Regions from separate parts of the Ovis aries genome. Here region 1 is linked to region 2. Evidence: chromatin contacts called from public Hi-C data. All regions are on one chromosome and are shown on one strand. Each heading gives the region's core, a stretch centred on a gene start, on an enhancer-like site or on the middle of the called end of the contact. The rest is flanking DNA. Distances are from core to core; before and after follow the strand shown. Region 1 holds the start of FAM47E (family with sequence similarity 47 member E). Region 2 overlaps SCARB2 (scavenger receptor class B member 2).

What was found. Hi-C and Micro-C count contacts between places; a contact is called where the count stands out from the background.
Region 1: a Hi-C map of hypothalamus shows a contact between it and region 2, with 2.0 times the contacts expected there. The contact joins the promoter of FAM47E here to the enhancer-like site in region 2. A contact is called at or near these places in 2 of 16 Hi-C or Micro-C datasets (hypothalamus and skin fibroblasts).

Annotation. Positions count from the first base shown.
Region 1 is chr6:91,900,132-91,904,760 of ARS-UI_Ramb_v3.0, forward strand. FAM47E (family with sequence similarity 47 member E) reads left to right here and starts at 1,636. Exons shown (of 7, transcript XM_027971105.3): 1 at 1,636-1,834. The coding sequence starts at 1,761.
Region 2 is chr6:91,844,969-91,849,473 of ARS-UI_Ramb_v3.0, forward strand. All of the region lies in intron 1 of SCARB2 (scavenger receptor class B member 2), which reads right to left. Among named protein-coding and RNA genes, the nearest start is that of SCARB2, 21 kb to the right of the region's middle. Within about 2 kb of position 1,898, at least 29 of the 54 cell types and tissues checked have an H3K27ac peak or open chromatin away from gene starts, as enhancers often do. A contact at or near this core is called in hypothalamus, where this site is marked.

The sequences.
Region 1 (4,629 bases), core at 386-2,885, 55 kb after region 2:
ACACCAAGGCTGTTTTATTCCCCATTGCATCCCCAGTGCCTAGGAAGGCCATAACAGACAATATCTGTTGAATGATGACCTACTCTGTGCCATGCACAGTACAAAAGGCAAGGTGGGCATGACTCTAATCCTCAGTCCTAGGGAGAAATCCTATTTCCTCAAAGTAAAAAACGTTTGAATTTGCAATCCAACAATATTAAAGGTATTATCAAAGATGATAAAAACAACTAAGAGGACCCCTTATCATGATTACATTTGTAGGTTTCTACATTAACTCTTATAGCAACCCTGGGAAGTAGCTGGGCAAATATTATTATCCCCAGTTCACACCATCTGAGCCACTAGGGAAGCCCAGAGATAATAATCATACTCAGTAATTCTTGAGGGATTCCTACTTCCCAGCACTGCATTAAATGCTTTACATTCATCATCTCACTGAATTTCCCAATAACCCTATAAGTTATTACTTCTTATATCCTTTTATTTTCCCCATTTTCAGGCTAGAAAATCAATGAAACTAAAATTTAAGCAACTGTACCAGGGAGTGGTGTATGTGTGTGCATAATTTTTTTAAAGAACTCATTAAAAAATATTCCTTTATTTATTTGGCTGCTCTGGATCTTAGTTGTAGCATGTGGGATCTAGTTCCCCGACCAGGGATGCAAAGTGGGCCCCCAGTGTTGGGTATGCAGAGTCTTAGGCATTGGGGTGGGGAGTCCTTGTGTGCATAACTATTAAACAGCAGAGTCCTGGGTTATCTCAAGTGGTGGGACTCCAAGGCATTCACTGTGCCCAGAAAAGACCGTTGAACACACATAGCAGGTGAAGATGCTGAAATTAGAGACAGCTGGGGCACCTTTATTACCATCCAGATATTTAACAGGTGCCGAAATGTAACGCTAATTTATTCCCGAAGAGTTTGAAGAGAAGACTCATCTATAAATGGCCGAAAAAAGTATCCCACCATAACAGACACAATTTAACCATTGCAATATTTTTGGAAGAGAATGTTTTGCTGCTATTTCCTCTAGAAGCAAGGCTTACTATTTAAATCAGGAACACTCAGAAGTAGCAAGAGAACTTAGCAAACCCAAAATACATCCTCATGCAATCCATATTTACGAGGACATCTGCCTACCAGGGCCAACTGGATGACATTTTCACTGCTTTAGTGAGTCCAGGCAGAAGGAGCAAGTAACACAAGAGCTAGGCGGGACTCTGGGAACCAGCTGGTGACTAGTTACCAGTGCACAGCCCCCGATTTACAGAGGCGGTGAGTTACGGATTTCCAGGACCTCCAGAAAAACATTCCGTGCTAAAAGGCCTCCCCACCATTACAAGTCAGTCTATTCCTTTCGCTCTCTTTCCATTCTTTCTTTTCTCACCCCAGCTGCTTTCTTCCTTCAACAGTTTTTGAACCGGTGGTGTGCAAGAAAAGCATGAACACTGACCCCAACAGATTAAATCCCGATAGATTTAATCACAACAGATTAAAAAAAAAAAACAGAATTAAACCAAGAACCTGATTCTTCGAGCTTCCCCTGCCACTGTCCACGCCCCCAGGCGTTGGAGGAGGGGTTGTGGGGCGGGGGTGGCGCAGGGACGCCTCGGGGTCGCTCGCTCCCGGGTAGCAGCAGGGGGCGCCTGGGCTGCTCCGCGCCCGGGGCGAGTCTGGGCAGCACTCAGCTCGGCGGGTCTCTTAGCGACCCGAGCGGCGGGGAACACACACCACCGGAGGCCGCGTGGGCGGCCGAGGCACCATGGCTGACCACTGGCGGCTGTTCCCGCCGGCGCCGCGGGCCGGGATGCGGGTGGGCAGGAACTGCAGGCCCAGGTAAGCGCGCGCCCGAGCGAGGGCGCATCCCGTGGGTGCCGCGTGGGGGCGCCTGCGCTCCGTGCTTGCCGGGGTCGGGGTCGGCGGGTGGCCGATGGCCGCGGAGGACCCGACTTCCTTCCCTCCTTTAGGTCTCCCGCACCTAAATGTTCGTAATAGAACATAACCAGCTCATGCCACGCTCTTTACTGTCCCCCTAGAGGCAGATTCCTTATCTGTAATGCAGGAGACACGGGTTCGATTCCTGGGTCAGGAAGATCCCCTGGAGAAGGAAATGGCAACCCACTCCAGTATTCTTGCCTGGAGAATCCCATGGACGGAGGAGCTTGGCAGGCTTCATCAGCTCATGGGGTCGCACAGAGTCGGACACAACTGAGAGACTAAACCACCCCCAGAGGATGTAGATTAATACACCCTTTCTATATGGGAGGGCTTCCCTGCTGGCTCAGCTAGTCAAGAATCCGCCTGCAATGTGGGAGACCTGGGTTCAATCCCTAGGTCTGGAAGATCCCCTGGAGAAGGGCATGGTAACCCACTCCATTATTCTTGCATGGAGAATCCCATGGATAGAGGAGCCTGGCGGGCTGCAGTCCCGTGTGGTTGCAAAGAGCTGCTCAAAACTGAACGAGTAACACACCTCCAGATGGGAAACTGATGGTGGAAGAGTCCTCTGCGGAGAATGGTTTAGCCTGCAACACACTGTTCTCGGGATTAGCCGCCTGCATCCTACATCCAGTGTGAGGGGTCTGGATGTTTGAAGGGTCGCACCAGAAGTCTTTCCCTGCCCAGCAGGTGACTGTGGCCAAGCCGAGTTGGTGTTTTGGGGGGGTGCCTCAGGCCCTGGGGTGGTCAGTTGCCATTATAAATGGTTGGCATCACTGCACAAGACAGGAACCCGAGGCTTTTTGCCTTGGCTGGTTCCTTGAGCGGGTTATGAGAATGGAATTCAGTGCTCTTGGAGGCAGCAGCCATGTGGTGGTGAAGATTCCAGAGTCTACAATCAGCAAGGCTGGAGTTGAAGGCCAGTTTTCCTCGTTTGACTGGTGACCTTAGACAATTAGTTGCTCTTTCTGGGCTCAGTTTTCTTAACTGTAAAATGAGAACAATAAAAGGAATGAGCTTTCTAGGATTGCTAAATGGCAACCCATTCCATTATTCTTGCCCAGAGAATGCCGTGCACACAAGAGCCTGGTAGGCTACAGTCCATGGGGTTGCAGAGTTGGACATGACTGAGTGACTGACACACAAACTGTGAGGATTTAGTGACTTGGCACTTGTAAAACAGTCACTGCCATATATATGCACTGTATACATGTTAGAGTTTATGGACTCTTCTGAGAATCTCTCCCACCCCCAGTTTCAAACTTTTTGTTTTGAAATAACTATAGACTCACAAGAAGTTGCAGATATAGTGCAGAGGTCCCATGCACCCTTCCTCCAGATGCTTGCAGTGATACCACCTTGCATAACTATAGTACATTACCAAAGTAGGAAATCAGCACTGTGTGTATGTATGAATTAGATGGTAGACTTTACTTGAATTTCACCAGTTTTCACTTGTACTTGTGTATGTGTGTGTGTGTGTGTGTGTAGTTCAGTAAAATATTGTTATAGGTATATATCAAGATACAAAACTGTTTCCTTACCGCAAGGGAGCCACTTCATGCTATGCTTTAATTTTCACTCACTTTACCACTCACACCACTTGGCAACCACTAATTTGGTCTCCATTTCTAGAATTCTGTTCTTTTGAGAATGTTAGAAAAATAGAATAATACTTTTATAAAAGATATAAAACCTTTTGAGATTGGTTCCTTTTCATTAAGCAGAAGCCCTTGAGACCCATCCCAGATGTTGTATGCATCAATAGTTCATTTTTACTGCTGAGTCATATTTCATGGCACAGATGTTTATCCATCGTTTTTCCATTCCCCTGTTGAAGGACATTCAGTTTGTTTCTGGTTTTTAGTTATTATGTATAAAGCTGTTATAAACATTTGTGTACAGACTTTCTTGTGAAGATAAGTTTTCATTTCTTTAGGATAAATGCCCAATACTCTTTTGCAGTTCTTAAAGATGGAAATATCTGAGTATCATATAGTGACTGTGAAAATAGTAGATGCTTAGAAAAATGTTCTTGCTTTATACTCTGGGTTAAGCAAAAATTTTCATGAACTTAACAGAATGCAGAGAGGCAAGTTTATCAGCTATGAGAGGCAAAGTGAGGTAAGTCCTCCAGCCAGACTGTTCCCTTATTCACCCCTTTGGAACTTCATTTCCTTGTTGAAAAGTGAAGAAGTTAGACTAGATTTCTTTCAAAGTTTGTGCCAGCTCTAATGTTCTATCAGGCTTGAGCTAGCTGCCACACTTTCATTTTGAGTTGCATGACTGTGCTTGAGTAAAAATATTGGTCATCAGATTTTATTTTATGAAGTGATTGGATCTTTGAATTAGTTGTAAATGTGTGGGAAACAGGCTTCCCTGGTAGCTCAGCCGGTAAAGAATCTGCCTGCAATGCAGGAGACCCAGGTTTGATTCCTGGGTCAGGAAGAACTTTGGTACTATAGAGGGTAACTTGCTAACAAGTCATACTGAGTGAGTCATCAAATCTCAAGGCTAGATAGAATTTCAACATCCTCACCACTTAACTATTTAGGAGTGATTTATTAATTGCAAAGAGCAACTTGTAAACTCATATTTTTGTATCCTCTCATCTGTATTTTCACAGTGAAAGTGAAAGTGAAGTCTCTCAGTCATATCTGACTCTTTGCGACCCCATGGACTGAGGAGCCTGT
Region 2 (4,505 bases), core at 648-3,147:
TGGAATTGGACTTGATCTGGGTATTGTCTTGGTATTTTTTGGAAAAACTGCTTTTTTAAAGTTAAGATCATTGAGGGGACATATGTATACCTATGGTTGATTCATGTTGATGTTTGGCAGAAACCAACACAATTCTGTACAGCAATTATCCTTCAATTAAAAATAAATTCATTTTTTAAAAAGTTAAGATCACTTGAGGTGCTTAAGAAAGATAAGACCAGAGACTGAGAATAAATAAACCAGAATGCAAACAGTGACTAACTCTGCATGTTGGGATCTGAAAGTGAAAGTTGCTCAGTCATGTCCAGCTGTTTGAGACCCCATGGACTATACAGTCCTTGGAATTCTCCAGGCCAGAATACTGGAGTGAGTACCCGTTCCCTTCTCCAGGGTATCTTCCCAACCCAGGGATCGAACCCAGCCCCCACCATTGCAGGCAGATTCTTTACCAGCTGAGCCACAAGGGAAGCCCAAGAGTACTAGAGTGGGTAACCTATCCCTTCTCCAGCGGATCTTCCCAACCCAGGAATCGAACCAGGGTCTCCTGCATTGCAGGCAGATTCTTTACCAACTGAGCTATCAGGGATCTGATAGCTGTTATTTTGATCTGATAGCTGTTGGGATCTGCTAAGTTGCTTCAGTCATGTCTAACTCTGTGTGACCCCATAGACGGCAGCCCACCAGGCTCCCCCGTCCCTGGGATTCTCCAGGCAAGAACACTGGAGTGGGTTGCCATTTCCTTCTCCAATGCATGAAAGTGAAAAGTGAAAGTGAAGTTGCTTAGTCGTGTCCGACTCTTTATTTTCTCCTCGACGAGATTATGTATTTTCCAAACGTTTACAATGAATAAAAAAAAACTTAACACTGAGAAAAAAAATTGGGGGGTGTTGTGCCACACGGCATGTGGAATCTTACTTCCCCAACCAGGGATTGAACCTGTGCCCACGGCAGTGGAAGTGTGGAGTCCCAACCACTGGACAGCTAGGGAACTCCCAACACTGAGAAAAATTTTTAAAAGAAGAGAGGAAAAGGAGATCTATGGATAGAAAGAGTATAAGTCCACTAATGAAACAATAACTAGATTGCATAAGCAGCAGCTAATGACATCACCTGAAACCCCTCTAGCGGTGAGGATATGAATCATGATAAACAGAGACATTGGCCTCAAAACAGGATGGAAACCACGCCCTGTGACACAGCACACCACAGGATGCCAAGTTTTTAGTAGTCCAGGCCTCCAATGTAACAGAAGCGGAGTTGTAAGGGAACTTAATGATATTACTCTAGTTCTCAGTGGAAAATATCTCAAGACTCTGCAGGGAAAAACAAAGTGGTGCTGAAATAAAATGCACGCAGAAAACCCACACTTGTCAGAGCTAACACAGTCGTCTGGCGGGCCGGAAATCAATTCCTGTCCGTGAGTCGGCCATGTTATAGGACTGGGGGCTCCTTGTGGTTTGGCACCAGCTGGAACATCTAACCATCTGATTTTTATCCAAACAGCACATTAGTAAAATATTCTTGGCCTGTACTATCGGTACTGATTTACCAATTTGAGGTCAGATTGGTGAGATGGAAAAATTTAAAGAGAAACCACAAAAACCCTTTCCTTCCAAGCTTGGGATCCAGCTCAGACTCACTTGTTGGGGAAACACCCCCCCTCCACTTCCCCCACCCCTGCCACACACACAGTGATCTCTCCCCACCCCAGCCATAGAGCAGCCTAATTGATCATTTTAGGCAGTTTTTTGTTTTTTTTTTTTTTAAGAGCTTTGTGGTGTTTTATCTTATCTTCTAAATGGGAGTCTTAGTTATCTGAGAGGAGCAAGGGAGAGTCAGGCCCAGAGAGAAAGAGAGATGGGGGATAGCAGCTGACAGAGGCTGACCAGATAGAACCCGGAGGCCACGGAAGGACAAGGAAGGGTCTGTGTCTCTTCGTGTCAGAGCCAGGCTTTATATGGTAACTCTATGCAGGAGAGATATACCAGAGTTTCTCTGGTATAAAGTGCACACACAGCCCCTAGAAACAGCTCAGTTAACACTGAACGAAAGCTACCTAAAACTGGTATGTTAACTATGAAAAGTGTAACATGGAAATAATAATTGTCTCCTAGAGGATTTTGAATTGGAGGCCTGGACTACTAAAACTTGGCATCCTGTGGTGTATCTCCCATAGACACCTTTCAAGTTATCTGCTTCAAATAAAAACCTCTTTTTCTTACCCAAAAATTTCCAGGAAAATGCAGGGCAGTAATTTCTCCTCCTTTGTGAAGTCCTTGAGACTCCCCCTTAACTGGATGGGTCATTCATTTTTTTTGAATCTCATAACACATTATATAGGAATTTCTTAGGGAAAAAAGTACTCAGGATGGAAAACATCTTCTAAAAAACTGAGGTTACTCAGAAGCAACATGACGCACGTGATATTAGCAGCCAAAAACGAGAAGTGCAGCTACTCAATATTGGAATATGTTAGGTTACCTGTTGGTGCTGACCTACAGAAAAAGAGTAGGGTTTTGTTTTTTCTTTAATCCTCCCCACTCCTCCAGGACAATGCAGGTTTTGGAGAAATATTGGTTCAGTCAACAGAACATAGTAGAAGAAAACTATATTTTCCATCACCTTTGCTTATAAGATGCTGGGAGAGAAGACCATGATGGGCAACCAGAGAAGAGCAGAAGACAGGCATGAACAGTCACAGCCAAAGCCACAGTCAAGGTCCTGTGAGAGCAGCTTGACAGCTACAAGTCCAAGGAGCCCTTAAAGGGTACCCAGAGGAAGCGGCTGTCCCCTGCCATTTCAGCCACATTCAGATAAGAAAGAAAAGAAAGAAAGTGAAGTCACTCAGTCGTGCCCAACTCTTTGTGACTCCATGGTTTGTAGCCTACCAGGCTTCTCCATCCATGGGATTTTCCAGGCAAGAGTGCCAGAGTGGGTTGCCATTTCCTTCTCCAGGGGATCTTCCCAACCCAGGGATCGAACCCGAGTCTCCCACATTGTAGGCAGACGCTTTTACCATATGGGCCACCAGGGAAGATATGAGAAGCCACCACATTCAGATACGAGAAAGCAATTCAGATAGATACATTAGAATCAGAAACACACAGATCTAGCACCGATTAGTTTCTGTATCTTATTGGTAATCCAGCACCCTAATTTGTGCTTCCCTGGTGGCTCAGATGGTAAAGGATCTGCCTGCAATGTGGGAGACGCAGGTTCGATCCCTGGGTTGGGAAGATCCCCTGGAGAAGGAAATGGCAACCCATTCCAGTACTCCTGCCTGAAAAATTCCATGGACGGAGGAGCCTGGTAGGCTACAGTCCATGGGGTCACAAAAAGTTGGACACCACTGAGCAACTTCACTTTCACTTTTTGCAGCACCCTAAAGAGCTAAGGGGCTTCCCAGGTGGCACTAGCGGTAAAGAACCTGCCTGCCAAGGCAGGAGATGTAAGAGACACAGGTTCAGTTCCTGGGTCAGGAAGATCCTCTGGAGGAGGGCACGGCAACCCACTCCAATATTCTTGCTTGGAGAATCCCATCGACAGAGGAGCCTGGCGGGCTACAGTTCATAGACTCCCAAAGAGTTGGACAAGACTGAAGTGACTTAGCACACACACACACAGAGCTAAATGCAGCCAGTTCCCTTTGTGGGTGGGGAAAAAAAATCTGTGTCCTTCCATGATCTCTTCAGAACAATTATTTAAAGCAATGCTATAACCATGGTTTTCTTGCAAAGTATAGGACTATGCATGCAATGCCTCTAAACACTGTATGTGTATGTGCCAGGCATTGCAGGTTGGGGATCCCTAGCAACACAGGCATGGTTTCTGTGTTTCAGGAGTTTACCTTCTATCTGGGTGATGGTGATATACACATGCAAGATAATAAACAATGTAAAGTAGCAGGTAATAAATAGCCGATGAGCACACCAAACAGTGGTCTCTGTAGTGTTCAGACAATGGATTCTACAAACTGAGACGGAGAAAGGTAGGGCTTAATGTGAGCCAGGAGGAAGGAATAAAAACTTGGCAAGCAAAGAAGTTCATGGGGGTGGATGCCTTCTGGACCGCTGGGGTTGATTCCACTATCCTGTCTGGCTGACAGAGTGAGCCCTTCCTCTGTGCTTGATCTATGTCCATCTCTCCTGGAGCCTTCCGTTTAATCTAATCAGACATAGTGGATATGGAGAATGAGACAATAAAAGATCCAGAGGAATGATGGTATTAGGTCTGACTGGGCGTGGGTTTTATAGGGAGCAGGGAGAGTCATTTAGAGAGGTACCTTAGGGTCACAGAAGTCTAGATTTTATCTAATGTATAAGGAAGGAGTATGGAAGGTTTCTGAGCTGCAGAATACTATCAAGAGCCAAGGGTTGTGTTGTCACTTTATCCCATCCAATCCTCTTAATGGCAGTGCTGGAGAAGACTCTTGAGAGTCCCATGGACAGCAAAGAGATCAAACCAATCAATCCTGAAGGAAATCAACCCTGAATACTCATTAGAAG